6 separate regions of the Mus musculus genome follow, and regions 2, 3, 4, 5 and 6 are each linked to region 1. The links are chromatin contacts, called in public Hi-C, HiChIP or PLAC-seq and promoter capture Hi-C maps. All regions are on one chromosome and are shown on one strand. The core of a region is the stretch at or near the end of the contact, and the rest is flanking DNA. Distances in the headings are between cores, read along the strand shown. Region 1 holds the start of Cep112 (centrosomal protein 112). Region 2 holds the start of Cacng1 (calcium channel, voltage-dependent, gamma subunit 1). Region 3 has its middle 34 kb from the start of Gm24149. Region 4 holds the start of Cacng4 (calcium channel, voltage-dependent, gamma subunit 4). Region 5 has its middle 50 kb from the start of Cacng5. Region 6 has its middle 7.3 kb from the start of Gm36876.

What was found. Promoter capture Hi-C pulls out the DNA fragments that hold promoters and counts their contacts. Hi-C and Micro-C count contacts between places; a contact is called where the count stands out from the background. HiChIP or PLAC-seq counts read pairs in DNA pulled down with a chosen protein or histone mark.
Region 2: a promoter capture Hi-C map of hippocampal neurons shows a contact between it and region 1, with 4 times the contacts expected there. The contact joins the promoter of Cacng1 here to the promoter of Cep112 in region 1. A contact is called at or near these places in 5 of 39 promoter capture datasets (the HPC-7 cell line, embryonic stem cells, hippocampal neurons and 1 more) and 2 of 115 datasets of contacts at active chromatin or transcription factors (astrocytes and embryonic stem cells).
Region 3: a contact with region 1 is called in an H3K4me3 HiChIP or PLAC-seq map of bone marrow-derived macrophages, with 4 times the contacts expected there. The contact joins the enhancer-like site here to the promoter of Cep112 in region 1. A contact is called at or near these places in 5 of 39 promoter capture datasets (cranial neural crest, embryonic stem cells, hippocampal neurons and 1 more), 13 of 115 datasets of contacts at active chromatin or transcription factors (bone marrow-derived macrophages, craniofacial prominence, embryonic basal ganglia and 4 more) and 1 of 9 other capture datasets (embryonic stem cells).
Region 4: a promoter capture Hi-C map of hippocampal neurons shows a contact between it and region 1, with 5 times the contacts expected there. The contact joins the promoter of Cacng4 here to the promoter of Cep112 in region 1. A contact is called at or near these places in 7 of 39 promoter capture datasets (the 3T3-L1 cell line, cranial neural crest, embryonic stem cells and 4 more), 2 of 484 Hi-C or Micro-C datasets (both in embryonic stem cells), 8 of 115 datasets of contacts at active chromatin or transcription factors (astrocytes, embryonic forebrain, embryonic stem cells and 1 more) and 1 of 9 other capture datasets (embryonic stem cells).
Region 5: a Hi-C map of cortical neurons shows a contact between it and region 1, with 2.9 times the contacts expected there. The contact joins the enhancer-like site here to the promoter of Cep112 in region 1. A contact is called at or near these places in 19 of 39 promoter capture datasets (the 3T3-L1 cell line, 3T3-L1-derived adipocytes, the C10 cell line and 12 more), 6 of 15 datasets of contacts at CTCF or cohesin (CD8 T cells, the NIH/3T3 cell line, embryonic stem cells and 2 more), 123 of 484 Hi-C or Micro-C datasets (the 3T3-L1 cell line, the 63-12 cell line, the AML12 cell line and 81 more), 21 of 115 datasets of contacts at active chromatin or transcription factors (the 230-238 cell line, the NIH/3T3 cell line, T-cell acute lymphoblastic leukemia and 13 more) and 3 of 9 other capture datasets (embryonic stem cells, liver and pancreatic islet).
Region 6: an H3K4me3 HiChIP or PLAC-seq map of stem cell-derived neural progenitor cells shows a contact between it and region 1, with 19 read pairs. The contact joins the enhancer-like site here to the promoter of Cep112 in region 1. A contact is called at or near these places in 3 of 39 promoter capture datasets (embryonic stem cells, hippocampal neurons and stem cell-derived epiblast-like cells), 11 of 115 datasets of contacts at active chromatin or transcription factors (differentiating embryonic stem cells, embryonic forebrain, embryonic stem cells and 3 more) and 1 of 9 other capture datasets (embryonic stem cells).

What each region holds. Positions count from the first base shown.
Region 1 is chr11:108,423,620-108,427,691 of GRCm38.p6, reverse strand. It overlaps Cep112 (centrosomal protein 112), which reads right to left and starts at 2,426. Exons shown (of 27, transcript NM_001373899.1): 1 at 2,341-2,426.
Region 2 is chr11:107,714,148-107,718,219 of GRCm38.p6, reverse strand. Cacng1 (calcium channel, voltage-dependent, gamma subunit 1) reads left to right here and starts at 1,744. Exons shown (of 4, transcript NM_007582.2): 1 at 1,744-2,060. The coding sequence starts at 1,829.
Region 3 is chr11:109,099,304-109,103,375 of GRCm38.p6, reverse strand. No RefSeq gene overlaps it. Among named protein-coding and RNA genes, the nearest start is that of Gm24149, 34 kb to the right of the region's middle. Within about 2 kb of position 2,610, at least 5 of the 459 cell types and tissues checked have an H3K27ac peak or open chromatin away from gene starts, as enhancers often do. A contact at or near this core is called in bone marrow-derived macrophages, where this site is marked.
Region 4 is chr11:107,792,792-107,796,863 of GRCm38.p6, reverse strand. It overlaps Cacng4 (calcium channel, voltage-dependent, gamma subunit 4), which reads left to right and starts at 2,158. Exons shown (of 4, transcript NM_019431.4): 1 at 2,158-2,619. The coding sequence starts at 2,400. It overlaps Gm11650 (predicted gene 11650), which reads right to left and starts at 2,992. Exons shown (of 2, transcript NR_165828.1): 1 at 2,899-2,992; 2 at 1,011-1,926.
Region 5 is chr11:107,863,352-107,867,423 of GRCm38.p6, reverse strand. No RefSeq gene overlaps it. Among named protein-coding and RNA genes, the nearest start is that of Cacng5, 50 kb to the left of the region's middle. Within about 2 kb of position 2,098, at least 7 of the 459 cell types and tissues checked have an H3K27ac peak or open chromatin away from gene starts, as enhancers often do. A contact at or near this core is called in cortical neurons, where this site is marked.
Region 6 is chr11:108,971,361-108,975,432 of GRCm38.p6, reverse strand. No RefSeq gene overlaps it. Among named protein-coding and RNA genes, the nearest start is that of Gm36876, 7.3 kb to the left of the region's middle. Within about 2 kb of position 1,847, at least 27 of the 459 cell types and tissues checked have an H3K27ac peak or open chromatin away from gene starts, as enhancers often do. A contact at or near this core is called in stem cell-derived neural progenitor cells, where this site is marked.

The DNA of each region.
Region 1 (4,072 bases), core at 1,177-3,676:
TGAGTAGCAGAAAGGCTGTCTGAGCTGCTGTCAGGACATGGAATAACCAAGTCAAGTACTCATTCTAAGAGCATCACAACGAACAAAAGCTGGGGAGACAGCTCAGACAGGAAGAACGGGCTTCTCTAGTAACCAGTAAGAAGCTGGGCCAAGGGGTGGCACGGCAATTCCAGCACCGGAAGGAAGGGCAGAGCCAGGTGGCTCCCTAGAGCTCACTAGCCAGCCAGCTAAGCTTAATCAGGGAGCCCAGGTCCAAGTGACAGACTCTCTTTAAAATAAGTTGGACAGTTCCTGAAAATATCTGAGGTCAAGTTTGACCCCTGGCCTCCAAATCTGTGTGCATGCCAAACCCACGTAAAAACAGAGCCGGAGTGATACATAGTGAAGCTAAAAGTCTGCTTTTCCTTGCCCCTATTCATTCGCCAACAACAAAAAATATATAAATTAACATCTCAATTTTTGAAGGAATTCCTGCTACACAAATTACATTGTGCACATAAATTATGTCTAGCTGTTGAAAAGGTTTTTATACTATTCCTCAGATCTTTGAATTTAAGGTATCAAGATAGAAAAATAAAAGCCTGGCACTGTGGTGTGTGCTGACTCTTGGGAGGCAGAAGCAGGTATGTCTGTGAGTTCATGGCCAGCCTGGTCTACATAATGTGAATTCCAGAACAGCCAGAGCTATGGAGAAAAACCATTTAAAAAAAAACTGTAAAATAAGTAAAGCTCTATTCTGGCTTAGGATTAAATTACTCATAGTATGCCTTTCACTGATACCGACTACAATGTGACTATTGCATATACAAAAGGAATAAAAAGGAATTCCTCAGAAGGAATAAAAGAAGTTGGGTGGCTCTCCTTTTAGTTATATTCTGTATTTATACTGCCTTTTATTTAACTCATTAGTCTCGCCTTTAAAAAAAATCCATTTCTTTGTGGACAGCTATGAAATATGAAATGGGCTAAGACCTTCTTAGGGTTCCTGGCTGCCACAGAAGTCAGCAAACCTCAAGCAAGCCAGCAATAGTAACATCCTTAAAAAGGAGAGACACACTTCATATGCAGAGCATGCCCCTCGCCAAGCGCAATCTATTCCTGAAAGTTGTGTAAATGCTTTTTGTTCCATCAGATTATATGTTGAGTATATTGTGAAGAATAACACAGAAGCCCTGAAACGCCAACAAATCAACAAGGGTTACCCGGGCACATTTGGGGGTTTTGGTTGTTTTGCCTTTTTTGAAGGAAGGGGGGACAGAAGCCTTCCCAGAAGACACTGGGCTGCCAGCTAAGCTTAATCAGGGAGCCCAGGTCCAAGTGAGAGACTCTCTTTAAAACAAGTTGGACAGTTCCTGAAAATATCTGAGGTCAAGACTATGAGTGTCATAACTGTATCCCGGCATGTCATCAAATGCACCTAACTTGACAGGAACAGTTCCCATTGTCCTTTACAGGCCTGAAGCTGGGGCTTAACAGTGTGCAGGACCTGACCCAAATCCAAGAGACAATCCTGGACCTGAATACTGCACAATTATCCTCCTCTCCGCTTTGCTGGGCATTGGAGAGGTGGTCGCTGTGTAATGAGGTTCACTGGCATTTTGATTGCCTTTTCTATCTTACTTTCATGTATCTTTAAATAGGAAATGCAAATCATAAAAATACCAGCATACTGATGGGGGGGGGGGTACTCAGGAGGCAGAGGCAGGTGGATCTCTGTGAATTCCACTCTGTCTCGAAGATGAAACAAAGGTCAGCGGTCCTATTTATTTGCTCTCTGGATCACTACACTCTATGTCCCCACAAAGGGCAAGGACTCCAGGCTGGGTCCCCAAAGGGCAGGGACTCCAGTCTGGGTCCTTGCAAGTTCACTGTTCATCAGGACTTTCTCGGAGTCGGCCTGCAGTCTGATTCTCCTCCTCTGACTGATCTGACAGCACCTAAGAACTGCAGCGGTCCGGTTCCTGGCGGTCACTTCCTCCGCCCGAGTGGGCACCGGGAGCGGCGCCTGTGTGGCCCACCCAGGCCCGGGCCGCTCTCCTACCTGCTCCAGGACACAGACCTCTTCTCACAACCGCAAGCCCCCTACCTCGGGGTTCTGGGTCCCGCCATGCCGCCTGCCCAAACTTTCCTGAGAACTTTTCCCTGGCCGTCGCTCGGCTGCTGACCCCGCCGGCGCGCGCGCCACACAGGCCGCAAGCGCGGGTCCCGGGCCTGCGGGCGACGCCCCTCCCCGGGCCAACCCGCACGCGCGGGGGCTCCATCCCGCGCAAAATTCCACTCAGAACCTGGGAGTAGGAGGCGGGTGGGGATTGTCGATGGGAGAAACAAGAGAGAGAGAACCTGGCGCCCCAACAAGCAAGCCGTCCACTCGGCCGCCGACGCCCAGCCGCCACAGCCAAACGGTTTCAAATCCTTGCGGGCCGTCCAGCAAACCGGGGGCGGGACTAGCAAACTCGCCTGTCCCGCCCCCTCGAGCTGCGGCTGGCATTCAACTCTGTTGCCATGGCGACGCTCCGGGTTAGGTCTGTCACTGCTCCTCAAGTCCGAGGGGGCGGGAATTTCCGCCCTTCGGGCAGTTCGCATGCTAAGGGCGGAGACTTCCCTCCTCACTGTTTCCCCACCCTCCGAGAAATGGCGCCAGCAAGCAGCTCCGTTGCTATGGTAACTGTCTAGTCTACTGCGCAGGCGCCGAGCTCGTGGTTTTAGCCCATCTCCCCAGAACGGTTAGTTTCCAGGCTTAATCTTCTGTGATCCCTGGACTATACAGTGGATGCTGCATCTTCCTGACTTCTTACTCAGTCGCTTGTGAGCACTTTAAAGATTGAGGAGAAAGAACAAGAAAAACTCAAAAGTGATGGAACTACTGGACAGTAATTGGCAGAAAAGCCTGTCGTTTGAACAGACATCACCGTTGAGTAAGTCCGAAGCATGAAAATTTACCCTTGTTAGTTCACACTCCAGAGGTGAATTATTCAAAACAACGAGCAGGATATTTACATTTGTTATTTAGAACCATCATAAGTCTGAAAACACTAACCCTGCAAGATCCTGAACTGAAATTTAAAAGCTTTCTGTTTAACACTCTGTACAGAATAGTACCATCAAGTAGGGGAGAAAATGTATTTTTGCGCTTCCCAGGAAGTCTGGTGGACCTCGGGCGGTCAACTTTGCTGTGTACTGGTGTTCTTTGATCTTTTACGTTTCTGGAAGCTCTGAACTGGATAATTTAAAATACCAACAGAAACAAAATTTAAATTGTAAAAAACACTCCCTTCAATGAAATGCAGTGTGCCGCTGCTTTTCACCTAAGTTCACAATAGAATCCCTCTGCAGAGTCTTTGCGATGCACTCAGTGTGGTGCCAAACCTCAATTGAAGCACAGCTTGAAGCATCTTTTCAAGTTTACATAAGGAAAGTAGAGGAGTCGCTTGTTTGCAATTAGCTGTTTTCAGCTTCCAGAAGAAGACTACGTTCTTTCAAGGTGCACTTTGGAATCCACCTCCCTGGAAGAGACAGCAATTGTTCATTATTTCAGAGGCAATTTGTACTACAGAAGAAAGAATGCTTTCAAGAATATTTGGTTTCCAAAAGCATTATTTGAGCACACTCGCAGCTGAGCGATTGTCCCACAATCCAGATCGTTGGTACTAAGAATCAGATTGTAAAACCCACGTATGCAGAAATGAGACGAGTCAGAGACCACTTGGAAGAGGTGCACTTACTGATCAAAGGATACAGACTTCCAAGTAGAAGAAAGAAATTCAAGAGGACTAAAGTCACCATTCAACGTGGTGACTATGGGCCATAACTATATTGTACATTTTGAAGGATGACTTTAAATCTATATTTATGGACAGAAAACTTAGCAGTGTACAATTAACCTAGTTCAGTGGCAAGTTCTTTTCCAGCTTGAAAATGGGAACCATAGGTCACCCAGTGGTGGCAGATCTCCTTGTACCTGGCTTTGTCATTGGTCCTGATAGCTTCTACCAGCTTATCTTTTGTCTCACGAGTTAATCTGGGTGCAGGCCACAGTGGTGCGTGCCTTGCTGTGGGCCAGCCACCCCAGCTT
Region 2 (4,072 bases), core at 495-2,994, 710 kb after region 1:
AGTGAATTAAGGGGAGAAGGATTTCCTTGGCTCACAGTTGAGAGAGCTCAGTCCACCATGGTGAGGACGGCATGTCGGCCAGGGCTCAGTGGAGGCGACGAGAGCCTTTGTGGCATGACAGATTATCAGAAGCCAGAGGACTCGCTGAAAGCAGGCTGAACCTCCATAGCTTCTCACCATAGCTCTCTAGAGCCCTCCTCTAGTGGCCTCCGCCAGCTGCACCTCCCACACTCATACCCACCCATCAGAAGGCTGGTCTCCAGCAGAGGGCCACTAAGACAACAAGCACTCCCTGAGGAGAAGCTACAGTACCTATTCTCAGTGGGGTCAGCACTGAGTGACTTTAGCATCTGAATGCTCCTTACACCTGGCGAGAGCCTTCCGATCATAAACCTGAGGCTGAGATTTTGGAGGTGCAACGCCCTGCCCAGCTCTAGTTGGGTTCTAGTTCCAGTCAGGTGTCAACCTTGTGGATTTACCCAAAAAGGGCCACCTGCTGAGCTGAGACAGTGACAGATGGCAGAACCTCAGGAGCTGGGCTAGGAAACACAAGGCCATCGGACAGGGGTCCCGAACCTTCCCAAGTTCCTCACTCTATCTGCATCTCGTTTGCTTCTTATGGGTCACCTATGAATCAATCTCTTTCTACCCCTGTTGAAAATAAAATGGCCCCAAGACATAACCCAGTTGGTAGCCTGCTTGCCGGGCATGCACAAGGCCCTGGTTCGAGCCCCAGCACCTCATGGTGGCACATCAAAGTAATCTACTTGGGAGGTAGAGGCAGAGAAGGTGAGAATTTGGAGGATTCCTTGGCTACATAGCAAGTGTGGGGCCAGCCTGGGCTACATGAGAGGCTACATGAGAGGTGAGGGGGGAACAGAATGGAAACTCTTTCTTGCCTGTCTCTGAACACAGTGCAAAGCAACAGCTCCGGTCCAGTCCACTTCCTGGCCTCATGACCCTCGAGGCTGCTCTGGGTGCTGCAGAGAGCTCTTCACAAACATCTGAAAAGCACAAGGGCTCGTGAACCTCAGGGGCAGAGCTGCTCTTCTGGGCCCAGTCGCAGATAGATGACAATAGTAAAACATGTGACCTGTGTCAAGCTAGGCTCAGGCCTGGGAATCAGATAGAATGTTCCTGGGACCCAGGGGACGAGGTAGGACTTGCCACTAAAGAGCTTGCTTGGGAGGTGGGCTCTGTGGAAGTTCCTCCTGCTTTCCTGCAGACAGTTTCCTGAGGTCCTCACAAACACTGCTGGTGTTGGTAGCTGCCTTGGCAGGGTGAGACGGGAAAGTTGTGCCGTCAAGAACTCTTGGGGTTCCCCTTTTGGTTCTGAACACCCACACAGCTAATGAGCCTGTTGACCACTGCTCACACCCCACACACACACACACACACACACAACCTAAGTCTACTCTGTAGATCTCTCAGGCCACTATCAAGAGCTTGGCGTTTTCGAACATCAGATACCCACCACTATCCGTATCCACTCTCTCTCTCTCTCTCTCCCCCTCCTCCGGGACAGGGTGGGGGGTATTTCTAGCCCTCAGATGGGAAAAAAGCCCTGAAACCTGAGCCGAAGGAATCCTCAGTGCCACGCCTAGTGACAAGCATTAATAGAAGTCTTCCTCAGGCCCATGACACGCCTGAGCAGCTGCTCCGACTGCCCAGTGTCTCTCAGCCCCAAGGCCAGCCCACTCTGGCTCAGCCAGACACACTAAACTTAGCTTCCACTCCCAGCTCCGTAGCCACTGCCACCATCTAGCTAGCTGCCTGGGAGACACTGCTGCTGCCCCCTGCCCAGAGCACCCACACCTCAACGACCGCCATGTCACAGACCAAAACAGCGAAGGTTCGTGTGACCCTCTTCTTCATCCTGGTGGGCGGGGTGCTCGCCATGGTGGCCGTGGTGACTGACCACTGGGCCGTGCTGAGTCCACACCTGGAGCACCACAATGAAACGTGCGAGGCAGCCCACTTTGGCCTCTGGAGGATCTGCACCGCTCGGGTTGCCGTGCACAACAAAGACAAGAGTTGTGAGCACGTCACACCATCAGGGGGTAAGGGTTCCATTTTCCTCTACTTCTTTCCATTTCTTGTCCTTTCAAGACTCCAAGATAAGTTACCTGTGGGAGCAGAGTTTGTTGGCAGATTTTTCTGCAAAGGATCAAGATGGAAACAGCCTGAGGTACTTTGTATGGCCAGAGCTAAGGTAGAAAACTAGGGCATTTGTCTCCAGCTCCATCTTGTAAGGCCTATGTTCTTCATCCAGTGCAGGTGGCTGGACCAGTAAGTTAAGAGACTCCAGAAACTTCTGGTCGACCAGACCAGGGACTTCTGGCCCCAACAGCAGACACTCAGAAAGACTCAGTGTTGTCTTAGGTCCGTTCACTCCCTACACAGACAGGCTAGTAACCCAAAGACCTCAGGCTAGAGGAAACTATGGGGCAGACTGGCTCTTAGCCTCTGAGACAGCAGCTCTCAGCCTGTGGGTCACAACCTCTTGGGGCTCTCATATCAGATACCCTACATATCAGATATTTACATGATTCATAACAGCAGTGAGATTACAGTTATGAAGTAACAGCAAAATAAGTCTATAGTTGGGGGCCACCATAACGCAAGGAACTGTATTAAAGGATCCTTGACATTAGGGAGGTTGAGGCCATTGCTCTAGGCAAAAGTATAGGCAAGATTCTTCCTACCTAGTTTGTCAGGCTGCGTAACAAAAAAAATCCCAGGTTCCTGGTTCTTAAGTACTGAGAATGTCAAGTTGGTGAAGGCAGAGCATGGACCAAGCATGGACTCCTTGGGGGTTGGGGTGGGTCAAAGCTGCCGCATGGCTATAAAACAGAAGGTAGTGTGTAGATGCTTTGTTAAGCCCGTGGTCCTACTATGTTTTCTTCCCTAGTTTACATCACTCGGATTCTCCACGTTTCCTTCTGTAGTGGTTGAAAGGTATTCTTCCAATCCCTACCCATACCTTGCAGGCAGGTCCTTGCCTGGGAGCTTGGGTGTTAGTGTGATACATCATCTCTATTCTGCCAGTATAGAGCCCCTGGGATTCAGAGCGAGCGAAGTATGCATGGTAGAAAAGAACATGCCAGACAGAAAAGAGGCCCAGGCTGGAGCCACAGCTATCCACTGCCCTCTTAAAGGACCTTTTTTTGTTTTGATACAGGGTCTCCAACTAGTTATGCATCTAGACAGTTTATGCAATTCTGGGGGGTGGAACCCAGGCCTCAGTGGGTCACAGCATGTGTGGCCTCCATCCTGACATAGAGAACAATGCCTTCTGTCCCCCTGCCTAACGCTTGTGGTTCAAGCACTCAGTCCTGATTCTTAAAGACCCAGCAGTCTGCATGTGGAGTGCAGAGCAGGCCCTCCCATCCTTCTCCTCCCTCCTCTTTCTTAGCTCTTGCTTCAGGACACCCAGGCGTCACTCATCACTGCTGGGGATCCAGAGATTTGTAAGCAGTCTTGGAAACAGAGTCTCAGCATGGAGGGCATTGAGTGGTGTGAGCATGTGCTTGAAGGATATCGTATAACCTGATGCCCACAGCCCTTGGCCACTCTACACACTCGTAAACAGATGCATCATCCGGCCAACTCCCTGGGCAGGGCAGAACAGGGCGAGGCAGCTTCTCTGGGATCGTGCGTGAGAAGGGACATTACAGTTCTGTCCACCTGTCCTTTGAGCCATGTGCCTTTTAAAGTCAGAGCAGATGAGGCATGTCTACACAGAGAGAGACAGGCTGGCAAGAACACCGATCTCAGGGGACCAACAGGCAAGGCTTGCCCTTGAGCCTAAGCAGAGCCTGTTTGTCTGCCTTCTTGCCCTCACCAGCTGTGAATCACGCTGCCCACACTTGTGACACTCACCCTATCCTCCCCCAGTTGTCTTCCAAAGCCAACGGGCATCAATTTCCTTCCACATCTACCTTTTCTGTGTTCCCTGGGACCTCTCTTTTCTGTAAAAGGGCTCATACGGCGTGCTATTATTTACAAACAATTGTAGTAACAGCATGTCCGCATAGGGCTCTGTGTTATGAGGGCTTTGTGTATATTAACT
Region 3 (4,072 bases), core at 1,361-3,860, 680 kb before region 1:
ATCCCCAGGACCCACATGGTAGCAGACTCTAGCAGCCTGCCCTCTGGTTTCCATTGGGTGTCTTGTGCTGCAAGCAGCATCCCTGTCTCCCCCCAAATGGAATACAAACACTTATATAAGCAAGGCTTTGTGGCACAGGCACACTGACTTAGTTACTTGGGAGGCTGAGGCAGGAGGCTTGACCAGCATTGGGCTATTTAGATCCTATCTAAAAATGGAAATATAGGGGGCTGTAGATGAAGCTCCATGGTAGGTCTGTTGTCTAGTGTTTCTGAGGTCCTGAGGTTATGAGTTATGAGGTTCAATCCCTGGAATGTATGCACACACACACACACACACACACACACACACACACACACACACACACGAATTTACCATTACTTTAATAAGCCGACAGTCTCCTGTATCTTGATTACAGAAGGCAATCATGAGCCCACCTGGACCCGAGCTCCTCACCGTCACTATGGCCAAGGTTGTTCAAGTGAAGTCTCTCCGTGGGAAACACTGTATCTTATCTAGGGAGTTTGCACCTGCTCTTAGCACATCTCGCTACAGTTTCATTCCCAGGAGTTTACTTTGGAAACAGTCCCACAGGTGCACCAGGAGACAGAGACAGGGATGTCTATGAGGGATGCACAGAGTACTGCCTGAATACGCAGCTACAGAGAATCGCCTGAACATGAAGCTACAGCAGAAGGGACAGAAGGAAGGGTTTTAATATAAAAGAATGTGAGTTTATTAATGTTTTAAATTTTATTTTAATTATTTTAAGTATTTATTATTGGCTTTTTCTTTTTACTTTCCATGTATAGGTGTCTTGCCTGCATGTATGTCTGGTGCAACATGTACATGCAGTGCCTGAGGAGGCCAGAAGAAGGCATTGGGTTTTCTAGAACTGGAGTTACAGAAGGTTGTGAGCCACCACATGGATGCTGGAACTGAACCTGGGTCCTCCGGGAAAGCAATACATGCTCTTAACTGTTACGCCATGTAATAATACAAGAAATCGAGACTGGAGAGGGGGAGGTGGCTCAGTGGCTAAACTTGTGCAAACCTGAAAATCCAAGTTTAACCCCAGGAACCCACAGTGGGAGGAAAGAACTGACTCCTGAGAGTTGTACTCTGCCTTACACACACACACAAACCAAGGCTACCAACTGCCACCATCACTGCCACTGCCACCACCACCACCACCACCAATAACAGCAACAATAAATGGTGTTAAGTAAATTTAAATAAATACTAGTGTTTTAAGGAGATGACTGAGTGCTCTCTTTTGTGTGGAAGGGAAGTGTTGCAAGTGGGTAAGACTCAGAGAACTGGCACACTGCAGATGCAGGTCAAGGTATGAGATTACCCACAACCTTGGGGTCCTTATGTCATCAGCATGACCTGACAACAGCTGTACGGATAGTTACTAAATGCCAAGAGATTCTCCCTCAATGTTCACACCACTGGTTTATTTCATTCTAAGTTCCTCTGAGGAACAGAATAAAAACTGGATCTCAGAACCGGTAGACTGAGGCCAACCAACCTCAGGAAGACAGCTTGAAGGCCAGCTGAACTCTGGGCGTTCTCCCATACCTTCAAACTCCAACATGCACTGTGTGGTTCATATATACTGTGTGCTATACTCAGACTTCTCAGACGGGGTGGGAGTATGTGGCACGGGGTGGGGCAGGTAGAAGGGCTGAGAAGGAGCAAGAGATGACCCCCCACTGATGACCTGCTCCTTTTTTTTTAAAGATTTATTTATTTATTTTATGTACATGAGTACACTGTAGTCATACAGATGGTTGTGAGCCTTTATGTGGTTGTTGGGAATTGAGTTTTTAGGACCTCTGCTCCGGCCAAAAGATTTATTATTGGACTTATTATTATACATAAGTACACTGTAACTGACTTCAGACACACCAGAAGAGGGCGTCAGATCTCATTACAGATGCTTGTGAGCCACCATGTGGTTGCTGGGATTTGAACTCCTGACCTTCGGAAGAGCAGTCAGTGCTCTTACCAGCTGAGCCATCTCGCCAGCCATACCTGCTCCTTTGACTGTTGACCAATTAATGTCTGTGTAAGCGAAAGATGGAAAGCGTGATCAGGCACCACCCGTCTTTATATACTTCAGAGAAGAAACAGAGGAAGATGTATCACTCAGAGGCACATCTCCATCTGAAAAGCCACCTCCCTGGGAGAGACCGGAAGTGAGAGACCGGAAGTGACCACCTGTCACCAGCCAATACCTCCATCCATCATTCGCTGCACAGAACTTAACAGTATCTCATTTTTATTATTCGTTCATATCTTGCTGGTCTCCCTCACCTTCTGGCCCACAACTCTCCCTATTGCTGTATAAAACTTTATTACGTTAGCATTCATATTCATGCGAGCGCAATCCCATGCCCCACCTACAAATTAGAGCTCAATTTGGAAATTAAAGCCTTCATCAACATCACAGTAATCTGCAAGACATTTCTTTCTTAGTTTATTCAAGCCATCAGCAACAGCGGCAATGTCAGAAAGCACGGCCGCTGTGTGGAGGGACGAGGGGCCAATAGAATGATCCGCTCAAATTTAAGTCTCAGAACGATGGGACTACTCAGAGGGGCGAAGAAGGGAACATCCTTCAGGCTATTGGTTTAGGCAAGACTGTTTTTATATGGCCCTAAAAACATGGACCACGAAAGCAAAAAGTGGCAGAAAGGAGCGTAGTTAGTTTAAAACGCTTCTATACAGCAAAGGGAAAAAACCAACAGGGCGCAAAGACCACCTACCAAGTGGGAGAAAATATTTGCAAACTATTCATCTTCAAGTGACTAATAGCAAGAAGATATAAGGAACTACACAACTCAGCAGAAAAAAAAATAGGCAGATGACTCATTTTAAAAGGGAATAGAAGATTAGCCAACAAGCATATGGAGGGGGAAAAGCTGGGTATCGCTCATCACCCGGAAATGTGGCACAAAACAAGAGTGACTTCCTCTCACTGTTGTCAAATAGGCCAAACCCAAACCATGAACAGCAAATGTTGGTGAAGCTGGAGAGAGACGGTGGCTCTTCAGCACAGCTGCTGGATATACAAACTAGCAAAGCCACCTCGGGGAAGCATAAAGAGATCCTTCTAAACACTAGAAATAGGGGCTTGCAAGACCTGTTCTGTGGGTACACATGCCTGCTGCCAAGGCCAACGGCCTGAGTTCAACCCCCAGGTTTCACAATATGGAAGGAGGGAACGAGTTCCTTTTGTCCTCTGACTGCCACAAGTATACTCTGGCGTTTGCCCCCTCCCGCGTATAAAGAACTGTCATAAAAATAAATAAAAACCTAGCAATAGAATCATTGTACAATCCTGAGATCCCACTACCGATGTATGCTCAGGAAACTGAAGCCAGTAAGGACATTTCAAAGCCATCTCATTTGAAGTTTCCTCAGGCCTCACCAGCAAGCCCACTCCTGTGTATCTGGAATTTACGCAAAATTATGTGGCCATTCTCTCATATTTTAATTCCACAAAGTACTTAAAAAAATTTTTTTAAGCTAGCACACAACATAATGGGCTTTGTTAAGGTGTTTTCACTCATGTGTTATACGTTGTTGCCATTCATTTCCCATCCCTGTGCTCCCTGCCCCCACTCTGGCTGCTCCTCTTGCTCCCCCGATAGTCTCCCCTTCTGCTTTCATGTCATGTCTATTCCATTACCTATCCTCCACATCCCTTAAAATTTCTTCCACCTGTCTCATGATACCTTTGTAGTTACAACACACACACACACACACACACACACACACACACACTTGCACATGCATACAAACACATACACTCAAACATACACATGCACATTGGAGTGCACATACACACGTGCACACACACACATGCACATGCACTCACACAGGAGTGCACATGCACACAAATACACTCAAAATACACACGCACAATGCACAAATGCACACACACATGTTCATACACAGGCTAACACACTCACATATACACATGCACATGTACATGCACACACACTCACAAACACATGCATACACACATACACACATACACACACACACAGAGGCATGCACG
Region 4 (4,072 bases), core at 909-3,408, 630 kb after region 1:
ACCAAGGTGGTAATGATCTTAAGCCCAGGTCCCATCTCTAGATCTCTCCAAGACACTCCAAGCCCCTCTGTGGGTACAGTACAAAAGCTGGTCCAACTTGCTTCCTAGAGCTGAAGACGTCTGTCCTACCTCCTGTGTGACTCGGGGTTGCTTGCTTGGATATTATCTCACAGTTACCTAAGAAGGCATGAGGGGAAATCTACTCCCCACCCACCCCCTGGAAGATGAATTAGGTTACTGCATTGGTTTCTTCCAAGATCCTAGGAGAAAGCTCTAACTAGTGCAGGCCAGAGGATGTTTCTGTGTAACCCAGCACCTGGCTAACCCGGATGTGGGTTTTCACACCTTGCTTCATGGAACTCTGAGGAGCACAGAGGAGCTTCCAGCTGCGAGGTGTGGGGGGGTGGGGGGGGTGGGAAGGGGGGTGGGAGGGGGTCGGGGCGCGGCGTGTTCCACCTCATTTCCTCAGCAGTCAGGACACCAGGTTTGTTTGTGTTGGCCCACTGTTAAGGATTACCTCTGAAACAAAGACTGGCTGACTCCCCCCCCAAAAATCAAAAATCTCTCAGAGCACAGAACCTTGAGTTCATCTTGGAGGCTCCTGGAGACAGAGGTGAGCAGCCTTGCCCTGAAACAGGAGAAACCATCACATGCCTTCTGGTCCATTCAGCCGGATATCAGGCACCTGCTGGGTAGACAATACAGCCCTAGATGACAGTGATTTTTTTTAAGGGAAGAAAAGCAATAACTCTCGTCCTTTGAAACTTTGGAAAGCAGAACAGACACCCCCCAAAGGCAGAGGAAAAGGCCAGCAACGCTGATTGGGCTAGTCAGCCTGGCCCTCACATTTTATTATTCTGGTTTTTTTTTTCTATTTGTTTATATTCCCTTCTCCCAGCAAAAGATAATTTTTCCCAGGGCAAACATTTGCACATTGCTACCACACACGGCTATATACGAGGGGGGAGCTCACACTCTCCAGAGAGGAAGAACAGTGAGTGCTCTGAGGCTGGGGTCATTCATTTATTTTCTCTGAGGAAAGCTGGGAAAGTGGCCCGGGAGGTAAAATTGCAAGGGCAGCAGCTTTCCATGTGTCTCTTTCAATCCCAGGGGGTCAGAACAGCAGCCCACAGAACAACCCTCGAGGATGCAACAGGGACAAGGGTGTAAGAAATGGCCTGAGTTCCCCCCCCCCCCGTGGGTTTCAGGCCTCCTGCAGGGGAGGAGGGGAACTGGGTGGCAAGGAAGGAGCCTGGCTCCAAGGAGCTCGGAGTGTATCCAGCTTGGGACCCTGCCAGCACCAAAAGCAATTAAGGGAAGAGGCCAGAGGCCCCGAGGCAGAGTCTGACAAGGTTAAGGGGAGGTGAGGAAGAGCCGGTTAGGCTGAGGAAGAGCCAACCGGAGAAAAAGTAAAGGTTCAGAGAAGGACAGGGAGAAGAAACAGCTGGAGGCTACAATGTAGTTGCTGGTGTTCCTGCCTCTATCAGCAATGGACTATCAGAAGTGTGACTGTAGTGTGTCACATCCTCAGTCCCCCTTCGAAGAAGTCCAGAGCTCCCCAGTGCCTGCTAGAACCCCTTGGCTTGCTTCGGTTGAAATGGAGGTGATCTTCATCTGGCTTGGCCCATAAAGAATGTCTCCCGTCTGTGACCCACATCTGGGCCCTTTGGAAACGCGAGGAGTCTCACAGTACATCCCTGCCTAGACCTTCATAACCAGGTACAGCCATAAGGCCGTGGGGAAAGAAGGAAAGGGGACGCAATCTCCATCCCACAGAATGGGATACAGAATCCTGGGGACTAAGGAGATCCTGGCTGTCCCGGGTTGGAAAGAGAGGTGACTGGAGACGCAGCTTCCCCGGGGTCCTTCCAGGGAACCAATCTTTCTTTCCCTCGGCTTCCTTCGCTCTGATAATGTGAATGAAGCCTGGGAGAGAAAAGAGAGCGCGCGTGAGCGCAGGGAGGGGAGAGAGGGGAGGGAAAATCCCGGCCGTGGGAGAGCGAGCGCGGGGCCAGAGGCGGAGGGGCGGCGCCGAGAGAGCGCGCCGGGCGGCGGGCGGTGGGTGGAGGCGCGGAGGGCGCGGGCCAAGAGCGGAGGGGAGGGCGGGCCGAGAGGGAGGAGCCCCCGGCCGCCACCGCCGCCGCTGCCGCCGCCGCCAGCCCGCCCGGCGGCCCGCGTAGCCCGCGCAGCCCTCACTCGCCGCCGCGCCTCGGAGTTTGAGCCCCGCGCAGCCGGAGCGCAGGCACGCCCGGGGCGCGGGGTCGGAGCGCGCAGCGCGGCGCCGCCCCCCGGCCCTCGGCCCCCCAGCCCCTGGAGCCCCCGGAGCCGCGCGCCGAGGGAGGAGGGCGGGCGGGCGCGGCGGGCCGGGCCGGCGGGCGGCGGACTATGAGGCGCCCACCATGGTGCGATGCGACCGCGGGCTGCAGATGCTGCTGACCACGGCCGGAGCCTTCGCCGCCTTCTCGCTCATGGCCATCGCCATCGGCACCGACTACTGGCTGTACTCCAGCGCGCACATCTGCAACGGCACCAACCTGACCATGGACGACGGGCCCCCGCCCCGCCGCGCTCGCGGCGACCTCACCCATTCGGGACTGTGGCGGGTGTGTTGCATCGAAGGTAGGACCCCTACCCCCAACGCACACACATAACACGCACACATGCACACGCACACATTGCCCCGGGGAGTGGGCCGGGGGAGGGGTGGGCGCGGCGCTGGCTCCACGCGAGACACAAAGAACCTAAAGCTGGGAGGGTGGGTTCCCGAGTGGACACGGGCGCAGCAGCCTCGGGTCCCTCTAGGCTGGGGACCTCCCCAACACACCGATCCCACAAACTCTCGGCTCGCACGCGCACACCCCCTCGCGCACAGACACAATGAAACACACAGAAACTCACGCACGCGCGCGCAACCCGAGAGCGGAGCGATCCCCAGGGGCCTCGCCGGCGCCCCTGGGGGAGGTGGAGGCTGGCGTGGGGGCGGGAGGAGTCTAGGGTTGGGGGGAAAGCGGACGCGGGAGGAGGGGGAGGGGTTGCTTGGCAACCGGTGTCTGTGCGATTGCTATGGGAACTGGCCATCCTGGGGCGGGGCCGGCCGGGGGCGGGGAGCCCCGGGGCAGCTAGGCGCTCACTCCAAGCCCCCAACTGAGAGGGTAAGGGCGGGGTACAGGTTGGGCCCCAAGCGGTTCTGGGGGAGCCAGGTAGCTCCAGCCGGCCGGCCTTCTCTTGATCCCTGACACCACAGACTCACTCCTCTCTGCGCGATGGGTACAAGAGGGGAACCGCGCCGCGTCTCCCGTAACTGAGGCAGCAAGCCCTGGGTCACTGCCCCTCAGCACGAAGTCGGCAAGAGACCTCCGTAGGAACCAAACTGGGGAGAGGAGAGTCAACAGCGGACCAAGAGTGGGCTGGGAGGGGCGTGGTCGCTGTTAGGGCAGGGCGGGGCTCTGTGACCCCCCTAGTATACAGAGACTTGAGAGGTGTGCTTCGGTTGAAATGCATCTAGAGATAGGGATTGAGTCCCTTGGACTGTGGGGACAGCTTCTAGGAGCGCGAGGCAGAAACCTCCGACGCCGGAAATGCATTAGGCTTCTTAGCCCTCCTGGCGCCCTCATGCCCAACGGAAACTCGAACTAACAGGTGTCTACGGAGGGGCGGTCTGGTTCTGCCAGGTTGTAGTCAGATCGGCTGGTTGGTCTCTGACACTGGGGACAGATCAGGGGAACTGGCGATCATTGCTTTAATTTCTCAAAAATCCTTGCGTAGTGTTTCGACTTTCTTTCCGTCACCATTTCTCGTGTGCACTCCGCCCCTGGGAAATTGAGGAAATTCTTCCCTCCTCTCCTCCCTTCAGCTACTTAAGTGTGGTGGGATGCCACAGGAGGGCCAGCTCTTAGAAAGATAGCCCTTCCTGGACGCGTTTTGAATCATATGAAAGGAGGCATTGTGAGGTTTGACTTAGTGATACCCCCCCCCCCACTGTCCCCGCCAGACCCTGGGCTCCTGTCCATCTCTGTCCTCCAATTCCGAGTCCAGATCAGGACTGCTTCTGCACTTTGGAGTTTTATGCTAG
Region 5 (4,072 bases), core at 849-3,348, 560 kb after region 1:
AGATATGGAGGCCTGGGTTTGCCTGACCTTTGCTCTTTGCCCTTTGTCCCTGATGCTCCACACGCTCCTCTGGCTGGCATCCCTCAAACTCCTCCCTCGAGACAGGGCTGCAATCAATGTAAAGACTGATATCTCTTCTCTGAACCACTCAGGGACAGAAGTGTTTGGGATCTCAGATTTAATTTTAGATTTTGGAATATTTGCGTGTCCATAACTCGACACCTCAGGGATGAGATTCGGACCTAAACACAAAATCCATTTATGCCTTAGATATAATCTTATGCCCATAGCCTGAAGGTAGTTTTCTTGAGATTTGGGGCTCTCGTAAATTTTTCCACCAACTTCAGCTCCCTGGGCTCAGCCCAGATCTCACATGGGTGCCCTTCTGTTCCCCAGGCCAGGCCTAGCAGTCACTCATACCTCTGAATGACTCCATATTCCTGCCGGTGAGATGACTCGGGATAACAGCACCCACCACCAAACTCGGGGCCCATATGGTAGGAGAGAACCAATTCCCACAGGATGTTCTCAACAACCACATGTATGCTACAGCATACACCCCGACTCCTCACCCCGCCACACACAGCTAATTAACTAGTTAAAAAAAAAATTTAAGCCAGGCAGTGGTGGCACAGGCCTTTAATTCCAGCACTTGGGAGGCAGAGGCAGGAGGATTTCTGAGTTCAAGGCCAGCCTGGTCTACAGAGTGAGTTCCAGGACAGCCAGGGCAATACAGAGAAACCCTGTCTCGAAAAACCAAAAAAAAAAAAAAAAATTAAAGACTCTACAGTCACACAGTCTTGCTTCCCCAGTAGCTTGGCTTCCTGAGCTATTGACAAAAGTAAACACCTTTTCTTATCGCTGTGACCTATAAGACCTTATTGACATTTGCAGCGATATTTTTACACCACAATCGAAGATCAGCCAAGAACGCAGTGGGTGTCACATAAAAGCCTTGGTCCTGTGTGCAGCATTGTTGCAAGCCTGCTAGCGTCGTATCCACTAGTGACATTATATCACCCTTTGTGGTAGTAAAGAAACCAGTTTCAACTATAAGGTCCGGTATGGAGTTTCCTATCATCTTCAAAGGTGTCACTATTTGGAGCATCTCAGGTTTTTTTGTGGGTTTTTGGTTTTTGGGGTTTTTTTGTTTGTTTGTTTTTTGGGGTTTTTTTTTTTTGATTTTTGTTTTTTGGTTTTTTGGTTTTTTTTTTTTTTTTTTTTTTGGACTTTCAGATTATTGGTTCCCAACCTGGACCTGCCTGTGACACCATGGCTGCTCTAGGGATCTCTCTGCCTCCTGCTCATCCTGACCTGTACCCCCCACTACCCCCTCCTACCTATCCCCACCCCCTACCCCAGCCTGCATAGGGCAGCTATCTGAAGGAGAACTGGAGCAGGTGGGGGGGGGGGGGTGTCTCAAGCATAAGTTGGCTTCCTGGCAAGCTGGAGTCAGAACAGGAAGTCCAGGCCAGGAGATGGGAGGGTCAAGAAGATGTAATCTCAGTAACACATCCCCCAGGATCTGCTCAGGATAGCTCATGGGGTCCACAGAGCAATAGTCCGCTCCTCCCTCTGCCTCAGCTGGTCAGTGATCTAACCCTCCACCTTCCTTCCGTGCCTCTCGATTAGATACTACAAAGGTAACTTGTTACTGGGAGGATATACATCAAAGGTGGCCGCCGTTAGTCCACCGGGCATGTAGCCACTTAGGAGGACCTTTCCAAGCCCCGGCTCTCAGCTGGGGCCAGGAGTGAAGATAAGAGCAGTCAAGCTCACCCTTGGCCCTCTAGGATGCTCACAGTCAAGCAGCGAGGCCATGGTGAAGATGCTAATGATTATTGTCATAGTTTGGTAGACACATGTCATACCCGGAACCCCCCTCAGTGAGGGTTTTGGCAACCCAACTTCTAGCTGGCTGCTGAGACAGCTGTCAGTAGACAACCCTCGGCCAACAGCTCCTCCCTTTGGGAACCTCAGTCCTCCCTGGACAGCCTACATCCAATGACAGACAGCTTGCTACAAAGGCACTGAAATCAGAACAACTCGCAATACTACTAAGGTTCACCGGCCTATAGCACCCCCTAGGGGTCGAGTCGGGACTACATCTAGGCTCACCTCTTGGAAGCTGTGCCTTCCCACCTTTCCGTTTTTTCAAGGGCTGAGCTCTAGGACACTGTCCCAAGGCCTGTCAGCTTGGCATTTTGTTCCCATCGTTTGCTTCCCAAGAGCCATGGGACTGCTCATGAGATCAGCAGGCTTGCTTTCACAGCCTCCTGCACTTGCTGGTAGCTGCAGGAATGGACCACAAACAGCATCTTTCATTTCTGTGTGTCCCCTTGTCCTTCTCACTGTCTTCTGGCCACAGAGATGACAAGGGACACAGACAAAGCTGATGGTAGCCCTCATATGGGCTGCATGGTTGGACGGGAGAGCCAGGCACTAGACAGACCCCCTGTGCCCATTCCATGATTAGCCTAACTATGCACACCATTGTCTTTTGTCTCACAAAAGGACTGAGTGAGGAATCCAACGTCACACAGCTAAAAGGTCATAAGTTATGGACCAGATAAATTTTGCCACAGGGACTCTGGGTGTCCTGGGATATCCTTAAAGTGTCCCTAGAAAAGTAAAGGCAGGGAAAGAGATGTTAAAGACCTCCATGCTTATTCAGCAAGGCACTTACTTGACCCATGGAACTATCTCCCCAGCCCACTGTGTGATTTCAGACTCCAGCATCCAATGCTAGGGGCTGTGGCTTACCTTGATGTGGACAGCCTGCCTTCTCGTTCATTTAGTTTGTTAAGAAAATGTTGAGCCTGGCAAGATGACTTAGCAGGTAAGTGGCTTGCTGCCAAGCCTGACAACTGAAGTTTGATCCCTGGGGCCCACGTGCTGAAAAGAAAGAATGGACTCTGGTGGGTCCTCTGCATGCCCCCCCCCCCATTGGCACACATATGACCACACACATATACACCTACACATACGTGATAAGTACATGGCTAGCCAATGTGCACAAGCACATTGGAAATTGATTTTTGGGATCTGAAGTCAATACTCTGCATTTATTCCTTATCACATAATACATGTGCATATTCAACACAGAACGGGTACCATCCAAGAATCGTTTCTTCTCCCCAAATTCAAAGCTTTCCCAGGTCTATAAGGAAAAGAAGTAACCACTCTGCCCTCTAGTGGCCAGTTTGTCATCGCCGTTTCCCTTCATCTGTCCTTGGCCTGGGGTGTTGCCAAGAGGATTCCCTTCACAGTCAAGCATTGGTATAAGGCAAGTCTACTCTTGGAAATGCAGAAGATGTGGTCATTTCAATAGCCTTGTCCCATCCCCAGACACCCACCTACTGTGTTTGGCATTTATGGCAGCCTAGAGGAGCCAAGAGACCTCTGTCTAACAAAGGCCTAGGACCAAGCTTAATACCCAGTGTATCCCATCTTACCTCGAGACAGTCTGAAACTTCCATAAAAGTTCCCAATTCCAAACACAGATCTTATACTAAAGGCTCCAACTCCCAATGGCAAATGGTACCTTTAGTGCCTTGGTGATTTCTTTCCCCCCACATTATTCCTAAGCCCAAAGACACACCTAGTGGTGTAGTTATTAGGCAATCGTTTATGGACCCCATTCCCTATTCCATTCTGGAGTTGCGCTTGTCCTGGGGGATGGATGTTCTGTCCCCCTGTGGATGGGAACAATATCCACTGTGACCTTGTTTCTCCAGCCCTACCACAGGCGCTGTTCTTGAGCTTGTCTTCATCTTTGACCCAACCCAAGTAGTGATTTCACTATCCATATTGTTCTTTCTGAACCTTCTGTGTTCCCTGTGCCCCTAGGACATGAAGGTCCCTGTGGTGGTTTGGATAAGGATGACCCCCATAGGGTCGTATGTGTGAATGCTTAGTCCTCAGGGAGTGGCTACAAAGAATTAGGAAACATGGCTTTGTGGGAAAAAGAGTGTCACTGGGCTTTGGGGTTTCAAATGCTCAAGCCACACCCAGTCTCTCTCTCTCTCTCTCTCTCTCTCTCTCTCTCTCTCTCTCTCTCTCTCTTTCTCTC
Region 6 (4,072 bases), core at 598-3,097, 550 kb before region 1:
GGACCTCTTAAGACAGGGTCTCTCTCTGTCCTGGAGCTTAGGATAAGCTTCCTGGCCGCTGGGTCCTCCTGTCTTCACCTCCCAGTGCTGGGATTACAAACCCTGTGTCCTGCTTCTCTTTGTGTCCATTCTGGGGCTTGAACTCAGGTCCTCATAGTTTCACACAAACACTTTACCCACCACGCCATCTCCCCAGCCCCTTTTCTACTCTATTTAAATGCCAGAGGTTTGGATCTTAGTTTCAAGACTTACCAAGGAGGCTCCAGGTTCTTTGTGAAACCCCATTCTGTGAGACATTCTGTGAGACAAAGGCACCGTGTCCTCAGGTCACGTGAGATTCTAGGTCAGACCCTCTCATCCCTACATCTCCACTCTCTGCTCAGGTCCCATGCTCCAGCAAACATCCTTCGCTCCTGGACATCTTAGTTCCTCCACATCCCAGCCTTCACCACACTCCTCCCTCAGCCTGCATGCCTCTTCCTCTGCTCCCAACATCTTGTCCCACAACTGTGACCACCTCTAACATTGTCCCTGGATTCCTGGCCTGTAGCTACCGCCACTGGCAAATACTTGCATTGACTAACCAGCTTAGCTGTGCAAAGCAGTGGGGATTAGGCTGTGAGCCTTTCTGGCTAGCCAGTGTTCCCAAAGCCAAGGTTTCCCACCCTGATCTCCAACCGCATCTGTTGTCCTTCCTCTTTGGGCACGCTTTGTGTCAGGTGAAATGCTGAGAAACCCATTTCAAAATGTCAATGGGCCTCATGGGAAGAAGAAAGCAAGGGATATGGAATTTTACCCAGAAGGGCAGGAATGAGAGGGAAGGAGACCTCAACAAGCATAGGCAGGAGCCCCCCCCCCCCCAAGACCTGACTCTATGAGGGAGGCTATATCTGAAAGAGTCACATCTGACCTTCAACTTACAGATTCCCCCCTCCACCTGCCACCTATCTGCCACCCTTGTTGGTAGTGAACACTGTTGTTTGGTGAATGAAAGGAAGAGGAGGGAGGCTGGGTAGAAGGGTGGAGTGGGGAGCTAACAGTAACGATGCTAGCAGCTGGTGAGAGGAAGATGCTCTTGCAGTGCACAATGCAGCCCATCCAGCCCTTGGAGAACATCAGGCAGGCAGGCAGTCTCCCAGGCCAGGCGATTCCCGGATCCTGGGCTGGATCCCCACCGCCTCCTGTGTTCTTACTTCCCTGCCTGGTATGCAGGAGTAGTAACAGTACCTGTCTCCTAGGGGCTGTGAAGACCCAGTGGCTTAATTCAGACAAAGCGCTTAAGACAGCAAGCAGCTCAGAACAGAGCAACCACTATTTGGAAAGAATACTGGCCCTCCCTGCATTCCAGACGAGGAAATGGAGGCTTCCAGTCAGCTCCAGCAATAGTATAGCCTCACACTAACTAAACAAAGATTCTTGTGGAGCTCCCTGCCAGGAAAAAGGGATGGGGTTGGGGGGTGGGGGGAGGGGCGTCAATGCTCTGTCATCACAGGAAGAGGTCACTATGTAAAGTTCAGGTATAAGCCAGTGGTCCGCAAATCAGATGACACATTGGAAGTCTCACCAGCCCTACCAGTCTGAGTCCCTGTGGGGGCAGGCCCAGGTGTCATAGATTTCAAGGCTCCCTGGAGTTACACCAAAAGCTGGCTTCCACACTCCCAAAGACAGCAGCAGCAGCAGCAGAATGGAAGTGGCCAGAGCCTCTCTCCAGTGGAGAGCAGCAAAGAACTGACTTCCTTGTGATCTTCATCCAAACCCCGTTTTCTTTCACTAAGGGAATCTCCCAGCAGCCTCCGAGCAACCAGCCAAAGGTTGGGTCCTCAGCCGCAGAACAAAGAACGCTTTGAGGTTTCATGAGGAGCTGTGTGGCTCTCTGGCCCTGGACTGCTAAGATCTCCAGGGAAGGCCTGGCCACCCCACCCAGCACAAAGGGAGTCTTGGAGTGTGCTGGGCTGTCAGCTGGTCCATCCCAAAGGCAGCACCTCCTGCTACCCTCAATCTGGGCCTAGAAGCTCAGCAAAGTGAGATAGCAACAGAGGAAGACAGACAGAGAGGGTCACCCACATGGCCTGTGGCCCCTTCTGCTGCAGGGGAGCCAGCTTAACTTTGACAGGTGAGTGGGGCCCCCTAGGTACACAGGTCTCCTGCCCCCCTAATCTGGTTGCTTGGGGAGTACAGGAGAATCTCTGTGTGAAGGAAAGTGCCCTCAGCCCCTATTCTGGGGTATACAGATAGTAAAGATAGTAAAGATGATGCCATCCCATCATTTCCTGCCTCAAAGGTAGATGATGGGATGGCAATCAAGAAAACATTTCAAAGGGGGTAGAGAGATGGCTCAGCAGTTAAGAGCACTGACTGCTCTTCCAGAGGTCCTGAGTTCAATTCCCAGCAACCACATAGTGGCTCACAAAGATCTGTAATGGGATCCGATGTCTGGTGTGTCTTCAGACACATGTAGGCACATACATAAATTAAATAAACCTTTTTTAGAAAAAAAGAAAAGAACACATTCCAGGCCTGTTTGTCCAGCCTGTAGTCTTATTACTTGAGAGCCTGAGGCTGGAGAATTTTAAATTTCAGGGCTTGTTGAGGTCCCAGAGTATGCTCAATCCCAACCTAGTAAATTTACTAGAATGTAATTTCGAAGAATCAAACCATGTGCCAGGTGTGGTTGTGGCGACAGAGGCAGCAGTGGTGGCCTGCATCTTTCATCCCAGCACTCAGGAGGTAAAGGCAGGTAGATCTCTGTGAGTTCAAGGCAGTCTGCTCTACAGAGCCAGTTCCAGAACAGCCAGGGCTGTTACACCGAAAAACCCTGTCTCAAAAAACCAATCAATCAATCAATCAATCAATCAATCAATCAATGTAAGAATGTTTAAAACGTTTACAAGGGGGTGGGCACAGCAACAGCATGCCTTTATCCCAGCACTTAGGAGGCAGGAACAGGCAGCTCTCTTAATTGGATCTACAGGGTCTTAGCCTGATCTACAGAGGGAGTTCCAGAACAGCCAGGGCTATACAGATAAACCCTGTCTCAAGTAAACAAACAAAGAAAAAGTTGAAAAGAGAGTTGAGGCTGGAGCAGTGGCAGAGCACCTGCCTGGCATGCAGAGGGACTAGGATCAATCCCAGGAGTAGAGTACCCAGGCCCCTTTCCATTGCTGTGAGAAGACCCTGACTATAAGCACTTGGGGGAGGAGAGGTTCGTTTGGCTTACCTTTGCCGGTCACAGTTCGTTGCTGTGAGAGGTCAAGAAGAAGGAACAAGGCTTGCTGGTTCAGCTTCCGGTGTCCATAGGCCAACCCAGTATCACTTACTCCACTGAGAGTCTCTCGCCCCACCACCCACCCCCAGGTGATTCTAGGCTGTGTTGACAGTTAATGCTAACTAAAACAGGAGAGGAGGGGAGGGGAAATGGGAGAGGGGAGGGGAGAGAAGGGGAAGAAGATGAAGAGAAGTAGAAGGGAGGGGGGAGGAGGGAATAGGGAAGAGAATTGGAGGGAAGAGGAAGAGGAGGAGAGGGGAGGGCTGGAAGTAGCGCATGCCCAACATTCAGAAGACGGAATTCAAGATCAGCCTGAGTCACATAATGAGTTCCAGTCTACAATGTTAGACCCTAGCTCAAAAAAGAGCAAAAGAAAGCCAATTGGTGGTGGTTTACACTTTGAATCCCAGAATTCGGAGACAGAGGTGGGCAGATCTTAGTGAGTTCGTGGCCAGACTGGTCTACAAAGACAGTTCCGGGACAGCCAGGGTTAAACAGAAAAACTGTCTCAAAAAGAGCGAACCCAGAAAGAGAAGAAGGAAAGAGGGAAGGGAGGCAGGGTCGGGAAAGAAGGAGGCTGTTTGGTTAACTTCTCCAGTAGCTTAGGAAACACTTTGGCCTTGTCCTGGACAATCGCTTCCGCGCATGCGCTTTGCTCACCTGACCCCTACGTAGTTTCCAGCATCACTTCTTTCAGAGTGCTGAGTTGCTCCCAGCCACTCCTATAAAAGTAGATCTGCCTGGTGCTGTCCTGATCCCCACCCTCTAACCCAGCATCTTAGCAGCCTTGGATGTGGCTGGCCCACG